Regions from separate parts of the Anas platyrhynchos genome. Here region 1 is linked to region 2. A link is a contact called in public Hi-C data. All regions are on one chromosome and are shown on one strand. The core of a region is the stretch at or near the end of the contact, and the rest is flanking DNA. Distances in the headings are between cores, read along the strand shown.

Evidence for each region. A called contact is a pair of places that touch in the nucleus more often than the background predicts.
Region 1: a Hi-C map of liver shows a contact between it and region 2, with 3 times the contacts expected there. The contact joins two enhancer-like sites. A contact is called at or near these places in 3 of 8 Hi-C or Micro-C datasets (liver, skeletal muscle and subcutaneous adipose tissue).

The regions. Positions count from the first base shown.
Region 1 is chr5:11,008,814-11,013,369 of IASCAAS_PekinDuck_T2T, forward strand. No RefSeq gene overlaps it. Among named protein-coding and RNA genes, the nearest start is that of LBHD2, 18 kb to the left of the region's middle. Within about 2 kb of position 1,323, at least 2 of the 8 cell types and tissues checked have an H3K27ac peak or open chromatin away from gene starts, as enhancers often do.
Region 2 is chr5:10,846,756-10,851,360 of IASCAAS_PekinDuck_T2T, forward strand. LOC101792387 (exocyst complex component 3) reads left to right here. Exons shown (of 12, transcript XM_013103044.5): 12 at 1-1,357. Among named protein-coding and RNA genes, the nearest start is that of EIF5, 53 kb to the left of the region's middle. Within about 2 kb of position 2,971, at least 3 of the 8 cell types and tissues checked have an H3K27ac peak or open chromatin away from gene starts, as enhancers often do.

The sequences.
Region 1 (4,556 bases), core at 73-2,572, 160 kb after region 2:
TCTAAGATTTGGGGTGCAGGCTGCCCTTCTAACCTGTGGAAAGGGAGCAGAGCTGCCAATCCTGGGCCCAGCAAGCCTTACAGCTGAGCACCCAGAAGACAGTGAGCTGTCTTGAAGCATCTGCCAGAACCGTGCAACCACATTTAAGCCTGACAAGGCCGGTGAGGAGAGGCAGGCAGGCAGGGGAATTAGACAAAAAGGCCAGGGTTTGTGTGTAAGCCTTTATCTCGCTCCTGGGGAAGGTGTTCGGAAACCTTGAATGAGAAGAAAGGGTAGGAAGATAAACAGAGCCGACAGCTGAATCCCTTTAAGATTTTGAAATGATGATCAAAGGAAAATGCAAAGGAGGAACATGCCCTCAGAAAGTTGGAGGGGAAAGATCCACAGCTCAGTGTTGGGCAGCAGGTCTTAGAGGAGGCATTTCATCCTGCCTGGGGAGTCCAGCCTGTCCTGGCCCAGGAAAGCACATGCTGAGCTGTGGGAAGAGCATGGACAAGGCTGAGCAGAAATGCCACGTTTCTGGGGTTACAGGAGGTGCTACAGGCCATGAAAATTGCAGTTATGAGACAAATCACTTCTCCATTAAGCGTGGCTCTGGATGGTGACATGGGAACGGGTCACCTGCAAAGGCTGAGCAATCTGCACCCATACAGATTTTCACAGCTCAACTGGGAAAGGCCCTGGCTTAATTTTGGAGTTACTTATGCTCTGTATGGGGGGTTGGACCAGATGGCTTCCAGCAGTCCCTTCTAACCCAAATTGTTCCACGGTTCTGATCTGAAGTAATCTCCAGGTAATATTTTAAAGCTTTAAAATGGTTGCCTGCTGTACTGGAAACCCAGAGGCTCTGCAATACTCGTGCCTGGGGAGCTGGAAGGGAGCTTACAAGAAAACACAGGCCAACCACCAGCCCAGCAAAGCCTAAATGATTCCTAGAGTGACAAGTGATGCTGACAACTGAAGTGGAACTTCTCCAGTTTTCTTTCAGACTGGGCTCGAATGCATGTCTGTGCTTTTGTTGTGAACGTGAGGGGTTTTATTAGCAGCATTTGCACTGGGTACTTGTTCATCCCCACTTGCAAAGGAGCAAAAGAGCATCTCTACCTCCTGCAAGCAGTCGGATATTTCTATTTCACATCCCTTACCCTAAGACACGTTTTGGTGCTGGGTTTGGGTGGCACTGTGTTGATGGGAGCAGGAACATTTCGTACAGCCAAGGTCTCTGTGCCCTCACCCTGCCAGCCTCAGGAGACACTGCGTAGCTGTAACGTGTCTCAATCAGCCTGCTGGAAAAGTAAACCACAGTTCATGAACTCTGTAGCTCTGACTCAGGGCAGGAGACAGAGGCTTGAAAACAACAGGGAAAAGAAAAAACCTATCCCAAGGCACAGGTCAGTTTTCAGTGACTCCGATGGCAAAATATGCTTTCAAGATGTTCACGTCTGGCATGTCACGTTGTGGCCAGGATGCCTTATCGTGCAGCTGTCACTCACCCAGGACCGAATACAGCAAACTGATCACATTTGATCATTATTCCTTCAGCAGCACTTCAAGACTTCACTACAGGACGTGCACCCTACAGAGCTGGGTATTATGCACACAAAGTACACACCCCCTCCCTCGCCATCACAGTGAAATTTCCAGTCCATTTTCTCCCTCGACCCACATTTTTGTAGCAGGTGCTTTTAAATGAAAGGAGGAAAATGAGAAGCAGCTGCTTGATGGCTGCTGAAGGGTCTGGGATAGTAGCAGCAGCCTGGGCTGAGGAGGATTAATAGGCAGTGTGCACGTGAGGGGGTCAGAGGTGGCGAATAAATGCAGTTTATCAGAGAGTTACAGAAATAAAGGAATGAATCACATTGCTCTCATCACCATAGATGAGGTATAAATAGAGTTAATCAGCACTGAATGAAAGCATATTAACTCAAGGAGAATTATTCATGCACTGCAGGTGTTTTCCCAATCCCTGTCCATGCAAGTAATGAGTGAGAGCAGTAATTGGTGTCCAGCCCATCGCTAGCCAGCAGCTATTGCCCCTTCTGGACTGAATTAATCTTCCAAATTGCTGTGCTGCTTTACAACACATATTTCAACATAATGATCTTTTACTTATTATTATTTTTGGTAGCTAGTGAGTTATCGAGATTGATAGCATCCTTTGCAAGGAAAAATAAAGCACCCTAAGGGGAGCTGATAACTCATTGAACTCTTGAACCACCTCCAAGTCCCCTCTCTGGGACTTCAGCGTTATGATGTATTATTTATCCAGCCCTGGCTGTGCCTCTCGCAGCGTGCTAGGAAGCTTCGGGAGAGTAATAACAACGCGGGCCCTGTATGCTCTCCCTGAACGCTCGCAGAGAGAGCCTGCTACTCATTTGCCTTTCAATAAGGGCTGTATTTTTCCTTCGCAGCCACTTTTCCAAGCAGACACTTCCACGCGGCAGGTTACCCGTGCGGCCTCAAGGGCCTCCCTGCCTCTGCCCAGCTCAGCCTTCGGGTGCCACAAAAGCCTTCAGGTGCCACACAGGCCTCCTGGTGCCACAGTGGTCTCCCAGGGCTGCTGCCACTGACATCTCCCCGCACTTTAGGCCACCACCACAGCTCCCTCAGGGCAATGCCCAGACGCCTGGGTGCATCTCCCCCGGGTGCAGGCCTCGAGGTGCTGAGCTCAGTGGCACAGCGCTTGAGCAGACGGGGTGTGCTCGCCCTCCTCGCTAGCTCAGAGCCCAGCGGGTCACCCAAAGCACCCAAATGAGGCAGATGTGCATGATTAACCCCCTGGGGGCCAAGCCCATCAGGGTGCGGGATGGGTGCGAGGTGCCCAGGTCCCCCTGCGGAGCCCCTCAGGCGCCGGGGCGCGGCGGAGGCAGCGGCCTCGTTTCCTTTACTCCTGGCTCCCTCTCGTGGGCCTCCCCCAAAAGCACAGCTTCCTCGGCTGCTGCCCTGAGCCCCACGGCCCCAGGGATGCCCACAGCCTCTCCTGGCTGCCCACAGGGTGTGGGTAATGAGTGGGAGTGCTGTTGGTGCCCGGCCGCAAATCCTTGATGCTGCAAGGTCAAGCACGGCAGCTTGAGCTTCCAGGCTGCACGGCTGTGCTCCTGCCCCCAGCTGAGGGTAGCCGCTCAATTAATGCCCTTGCTTTCACACCCCACCATCTGGTATGGGGACAGATGTGCTTTTTCCCAAGGAAAAAGGTCATCCATAATTGTCACTTCTCTGCCCTTCCCCGCACGCCCTCATCCGAAAGTCTGCAGCACCGGTGTCCCTGGCAGGGTCACTGCGCTTCCATTTCCATTGCTGCCCAGCGAGGCTGTGGGGTCTCCTGCTCTGGAGATGTTCACAACCCACCTGGATGCCATCCTGTGCAGTGTGCTCTAGGTGATCGTGCTTGGCAGGAGGGTTGGACTGGGTGATCTCCAGAGGTCCCTTCCAACCTCGGCCATGCAGTGATCCTGTGGTTTCCTTCCTCTTCTGCTTCCCGCTGCCCCACGTGTCTGTGCCTCTGCAGCATCCTCCACCTACCCCATGACCCAGCCGAAATCTTTACCCGAGCCCTCAGCTTACAGCTCCCGCAGAGACCTGCTGCCTCCCCCCTTGTTCCCAGCCTGTCTGCCAGCTCCTCTGCCGTTTCCTGACCCACGCCACCCCTGCCCTCACGTCCTCTCACCAGCAGCGGCCTCATGCCTGCTTGGTGGCCCTCCTGCCCATCTTCCTACTCGCTCTGCGCTGTTGTCAGCACTGCTACCTGACCTCTTCTTTCATCCCCGTCACCCCAAGTCACCTGAAAATGCGCTCATCCTCCTTCACTGCTTCCTTTTATTCTTTCCCCTCTTACGTTTTTATGTTTCGGCCCCAGCTGTGTCCCTCATTCCAGCCATAACTCATTCCGAGATGCAGAGAGGAGGAGGCATGCCTCAGAAACCTGCCCTGAGGATGTGGAACTGGCGCCAGGCTCAGGATGTGCCTGCAGCTGCGGGGCTCTGAATTTGGGTCTGGTGTTTGTGGCACAAACTGAGGTGGGTAACTGAGCCTTCCTGTGCCTTTCTTTTCCTCCGGCATCTGTCCTCTGTGCCGCAAGCTGAAGCTGCCGGGTGCAGGGCTGCTGTTCTCGTGCAGCAAGGTGTCAGATTCAGAGGCCCTAATTTGTGTGAGTGCAGAGCCTGATAACAACACAAATAACAGCAGCATCGTACGGCTTGTACAATAAACCTCTGGCAAAAGGATATCTTGCAAGGGAAATGATGCTTGCTAGATTTTACACATTAAACACCCATGAGCCTGCAGCTGCCTCTAGGGCAATTTATTTCAATTCCACCTCATTTTCCACTTGTGAGATACTCCGTAAGACCTGGTGACAGTATGTGAAAAAGGAGCTAGAAAGCATTTCAGTGTAGAACAGTCGCTGAGCCATCCAAAATGCTTGATGTGCTTTATTCAGAAATATAATCCACCATTTACTGAAAATGTGTGGAGAGAGATACCACTGCGTTATTCGGTCTTGCCCTTCTCACTGGTAGGGTTTCTCTGGACACCCTCAGCAGCAAGGAGCGTGCCCT
Region 2 (4,605 bases), core at 1,721-4,220:
ATCTGCTTTGGGGGCAGCCTGCCTGGGGGAAATGCAGCCTCTCCCTTCTCAAAACAAGGTTGAAAGCCCCAAGAGTAGGAGCAGGGGACAGCACTTGGCCTTGTGTCATTTCTTTTCAGGCTGTAGGATGCGTGCAGCCTGACATGGCTCACGGCAGCCTCCCTGCTGTGCTGGCTGTGGGACGGGGAGCTCATCTCATATGAGTTTCACAGCTGGCTCTGGAGCAGAGTTTTGCATTCATTTTTATACCTCAGTTTTCTGGAAATTTCCTCCTGCTGTGGAAAGCAGCTCCTTTGGAGAGGGAGTAGAAAGCTTCATGGGAAGTGGGCAGTGAAAGGAGTTGTTTGTCCCAGCCTCTGGGCAAGGTCTGTGCTGTTTTCAGATGTAAATAGGCAGTTCCTCTGGGGAAAACACCAAGTTTTCTTTCTAGTTATCTATGGGCTGGCCACAACCTCCGAGCTGGATTTGGTTCAAGGCCCTCCTTTGCTATTGTGTTAATTTAGGTCATTACTGTCCTGCTCTTCTCTGGCCGTGTAAACAAGCGAAAAAGCTCTGCTACCTCAGACGTGCTGGTGCTTTTCTGAGTCCTGTTCGAACACAGTTTCTCCCCCTCATCTCCAGGCACCAAAAGGGGTTCTTGCTTAACAAGAAGAGGGGCTGGTTTGTGAGGATGGGGACATGTCTGGCTTGGGGACTGTGGGTTGGTGCAGGCCTGTGTGGGTACTGCCATGCTTTGTAGAGCCATGCCATGCCATGCCATGGCCTGTGAACCTGAGGGAGCAGGAGCAGGTTTCTGATTGCCATGAGCATTGCTTCTGGCACAGCGCTGAGCATGTGAGTCACAGGCCCAGGAAGGAGCAGGCTGAATCACCAGGAAGCACTGTGGGCTCTCAGTTGGGCATCATAGTAATCCGTCATTAAAAGCAGGACCAAAGCGTTGGGTGGACGCCCATGGCCTGCCTGCCCTTCCTGACTGCACATCTGCTTCTAGGGCCCAACTGAGGCACCTCTCATGCTTTATAACTGCCCTGCATGGTTCAGTTACACATGTCCAGGACATGGAAAGGCTCGGTGAGGCTGGCGAGGAGCTGCAGCCTGGCAGGGTGGGTGCGGGAGGGCTTTGTGGGGTGGTGGGTGCCTGTCACCATGTGCAGTGCTGCGCTTGAAGCAGTGACGGCCCTGTCAGGCAGGCCGGGTCATTCATCCTCCTGTGCTGCCTAATTGCACATTTTTTCAAGGGCAGGAAGTGATTACAGCCCCAACTTTGTGACAACAGGATTAGAGTCAGCCTGTGTTTATTGGAATTTCAATCAACGAACCTTCCAGAGGAAATAAATAAAAACCCCTCTGACATTTTGATCGCGTCTGGTCTAAAAATAATTCCACCGCACTTGAAAGATTCCTGCCACAGACGTTTTGATTGCTGCATGCATCTCCTGGGTTTGACATTCACAGGCACCAAAGGGTATTTTCCGCTGGCTGGCCGGGGCTGGGAGCCCTCGGGGATGCCTGGCTTTCCACCGGCGTGTGGTGTCCAGGTGGCATCTCCTGCTCTGCACGTGTGTGTAGAATGAACACCCCTTTCCGTGCGGTTTCTTAATGGCAAATTTCTCCACCCTGTGCATGGCATTAAGTCGTGGACAGAGCAAATAAAGGCTTCAGTTCAGAAAGACAACCTGGGGCGAGGAGATTTGTGCACGAGGTCGAGCTCTGGTGGCATGTGGGAGGTTTTTTTGACCTGGGGCGCTCTCTGGGGAGAGGATGGGGAGAGGGGGGCCCAGCAGATGGTGAGGGAGGAACATCCTCGGCCACCCGCAAGCCTCCAGGAGCGAGCAGATGGTGTGTGGGGAGGCCCCCAGGGGTCTCGGGAGGGGAGGCAGTGGGGGGTCCTGGGTCACACAGAAGGGGAGAGCAGAGGGGAAACTGCCTGGGGAGGTCAGGCAGGGAAGGGAAGGCTGTGAGGATGGGGACTGAGTGATTTCCCTCATGCTGTGGGGATTTTAACCCACTTCGCTGTGAGCCCTGACATTCCCAAATGAATGCCATGCTGCTCCTGGTGGTTTGATGCTCTGGCTTCTCACAGAGTTGCTTGCCATCACTGCCTCTCTGCTCCTGCCCACAAGGTGAGCAATGATTTCTCACCCAAGCCCCCACACTGCCCCGGGCTTGGGTTTGGCCGCTTTGAAGTGCTGCACGCAGCAGAGCCTCGCCAGCCACCCCGTTATTTGAGATCCCGTCTCAAAGGGTCACCTTCCGTGCTTGATGCTGAAGGCAGTGGAAAACAAACACTCATTAATTACGCTGCAAGGTCTAGGGAAAGGCCTGACATTTGCTGAGGTGCCACCTGTGCTTCCCCAGTTTACCAAGCAGCTTTGCCAAGGGTGTGTGACGGTGCAGGGAGGGCATGACAGTGAAAAAGCAGGTAGGGCTGAGGATTTGGGACATGCCGGCTTCTGTTGCATAGCAAATGTGCACAGTGAGAATAAATCCCCCAAACCATGACACACAGTTGCTTGCCGGCTGCCAAATTTTATAGTAAATTGGGTTTTATTCCATTGCCTATGCCCTCCCAGGAGAAGTCTGATGATGCTGGACACTCATGCACTGACCAACGCTGTCCAGAAAAACCCTCACCCGTCTTCGGGGCTGTCCAGCACCCAGCTGGGGAGCGGTGTCTGACCCACGGGTGGGGACAGGGACACACGAGGGAGTGCAGCAAATGCTAACCTGGCTAATTTCCCCGTGGAAATAGCTGGCACATCGCTGAAGCTTGCTCAGCCTGATTTTAAGGAACCTCTTAAATGTTTGCCTTCACCCCAGCACATCCACGGCTGTGGGGGCAGCAGGAGGCTGCAGAGGCACTTGCTGAGGCCTCTCGCTCTGCACCAAGGGGCTGTGCTGGCAGCCTCCCCCAGCGCCCTGGGGACAGACGGGGCTGGAAGGGCACACAGCTGGTGCCATCTAGTGGCTTTCGGAGCCACCTGGTTCATAAAAGCCGCTGGAGGCCCTGGGAGCTGAGGGAAGCCGAGAGGAGGCCACGGGGTGCAGCGAGGCCGAGCTGTTTTGGGGGGCATTGCTCCCCTCTGGTAGCCGTCGGGGCTTTAGGATGGGGTTTCACACTCGGCTTCACCCGGTCTAGGGCCGTATCGGCACCAAAAGACACATTCCTGCCTCCATCCCTGTGTCTTCCTACCTCCTCCCATCACCTCGTGCTGGGTGTTGTGAAGGGCTATTGGTTTGTGAGCATTTAAAATAAAGGGAGGGTGGTTGAATCAGCTGCTGGGACAACCCTTGTGGCTCAGGGCTGGCTGAAGGATTTGCAAGGGGGCAGAGCAGCAAGGAGGTCCTGGAGCAGTTTGTTATAGCACAGAGACTCGCAGGGGTTTGTAAAAAATGTAAAGCAAATCTTGGCCAACAAATGAGTATTTTTTTTTTTTCTTTTGCTGGGTTACATCCACTGATCTTTTGTTTCTCCTAACAAGATGGGCTTGTGCTGTGCCAAATGATGTCATTTTCTTCCCCAGCGGCCTGCCCAGTGTTGAGAAAGATCCGAACCTCCATTTCCAGCTGCTGGAAGGGAAGCTCAGCACGGGGCGGTGATGGTGGTGGTGCTTCTCTTTCCTGTGTGCAAAAATGGTGTTCAGAAAACCCCCAAGTCTCCGCAGCTCAAAACCCCCCTCACCACCCGGAGGGCTGGAGGAGGAGGTGGATTTGTCTGGGTGCTGGCAGGAGCAGGGATGTTTGATGCTGGGGTGTGCAGATGCAGCCATGCAGCCCGTGGCCCATTTTGCTCACCAGATCTAATCCAGCACATCCCAAATGTGGGACAAAAAGCTGGGCCAGCCAGCTACACCTCCAGGCAAGGCGGTTTCAGGGCTACCAAGCTGTTTTAGGGCTGGTCTGTCCGTGCAGCCCACGGTCCTGGAGGCAGCCCCCGCGGCTCCGAGGCCACGCGTGTTTCGTGGCGCTTTTTGCGGGATGTCCCCCGGGTTGGGGCCACCTGCCGGGGTGTCGCTCCCGAAAACGGGTGCTCTGCTGTCCCCCGGTGTCGCGGCGAGGCTGGGAGCAGCCGCTAGGTGGGGGTAGGACCTGCGGGAACCCGCGGAGCCCGGCGGGCTGGGGCTGCTCCCTGCCTGCCCCTAAATGCCCCGTGTAAGGCACTTAGGGCTGCTCCCTTCCAGCAGAGAAACCCTCATCCCGCTGCCAACCAGCATCTGTGGTTCTTGACCCGGTCCCACGCTCTCCCAGCTTAAAATCACAGCCCAGAAAGGGGGAAAATTCTCTTTTTGTGCACCCGCAGGACTGATGCCCACGTGTCCAGAGAGGGAATTAGGGTGGTGCTCGCTGCTGGTGCTTCAGCCCCGGGGGGGCCAAGGGGAGAAGTGCCATGTGAAACACTCTTCAGTGAGCCAGAGCCCTAACCCACAGCAGTTTCTTTATTAGACAGCTGGCCCTGGCCATTAGGGATGTAACGGGGAGCTTTCTCTTCTGCTTTGTGCCCCACATGGTCATTAATATGATGCTAAACCCAGTTGGTGGCTCCTCAACAAATTATTAAACAAAACAAGCACAGAGAGGCATTCAGGCTACAAAAATAAAAATTTC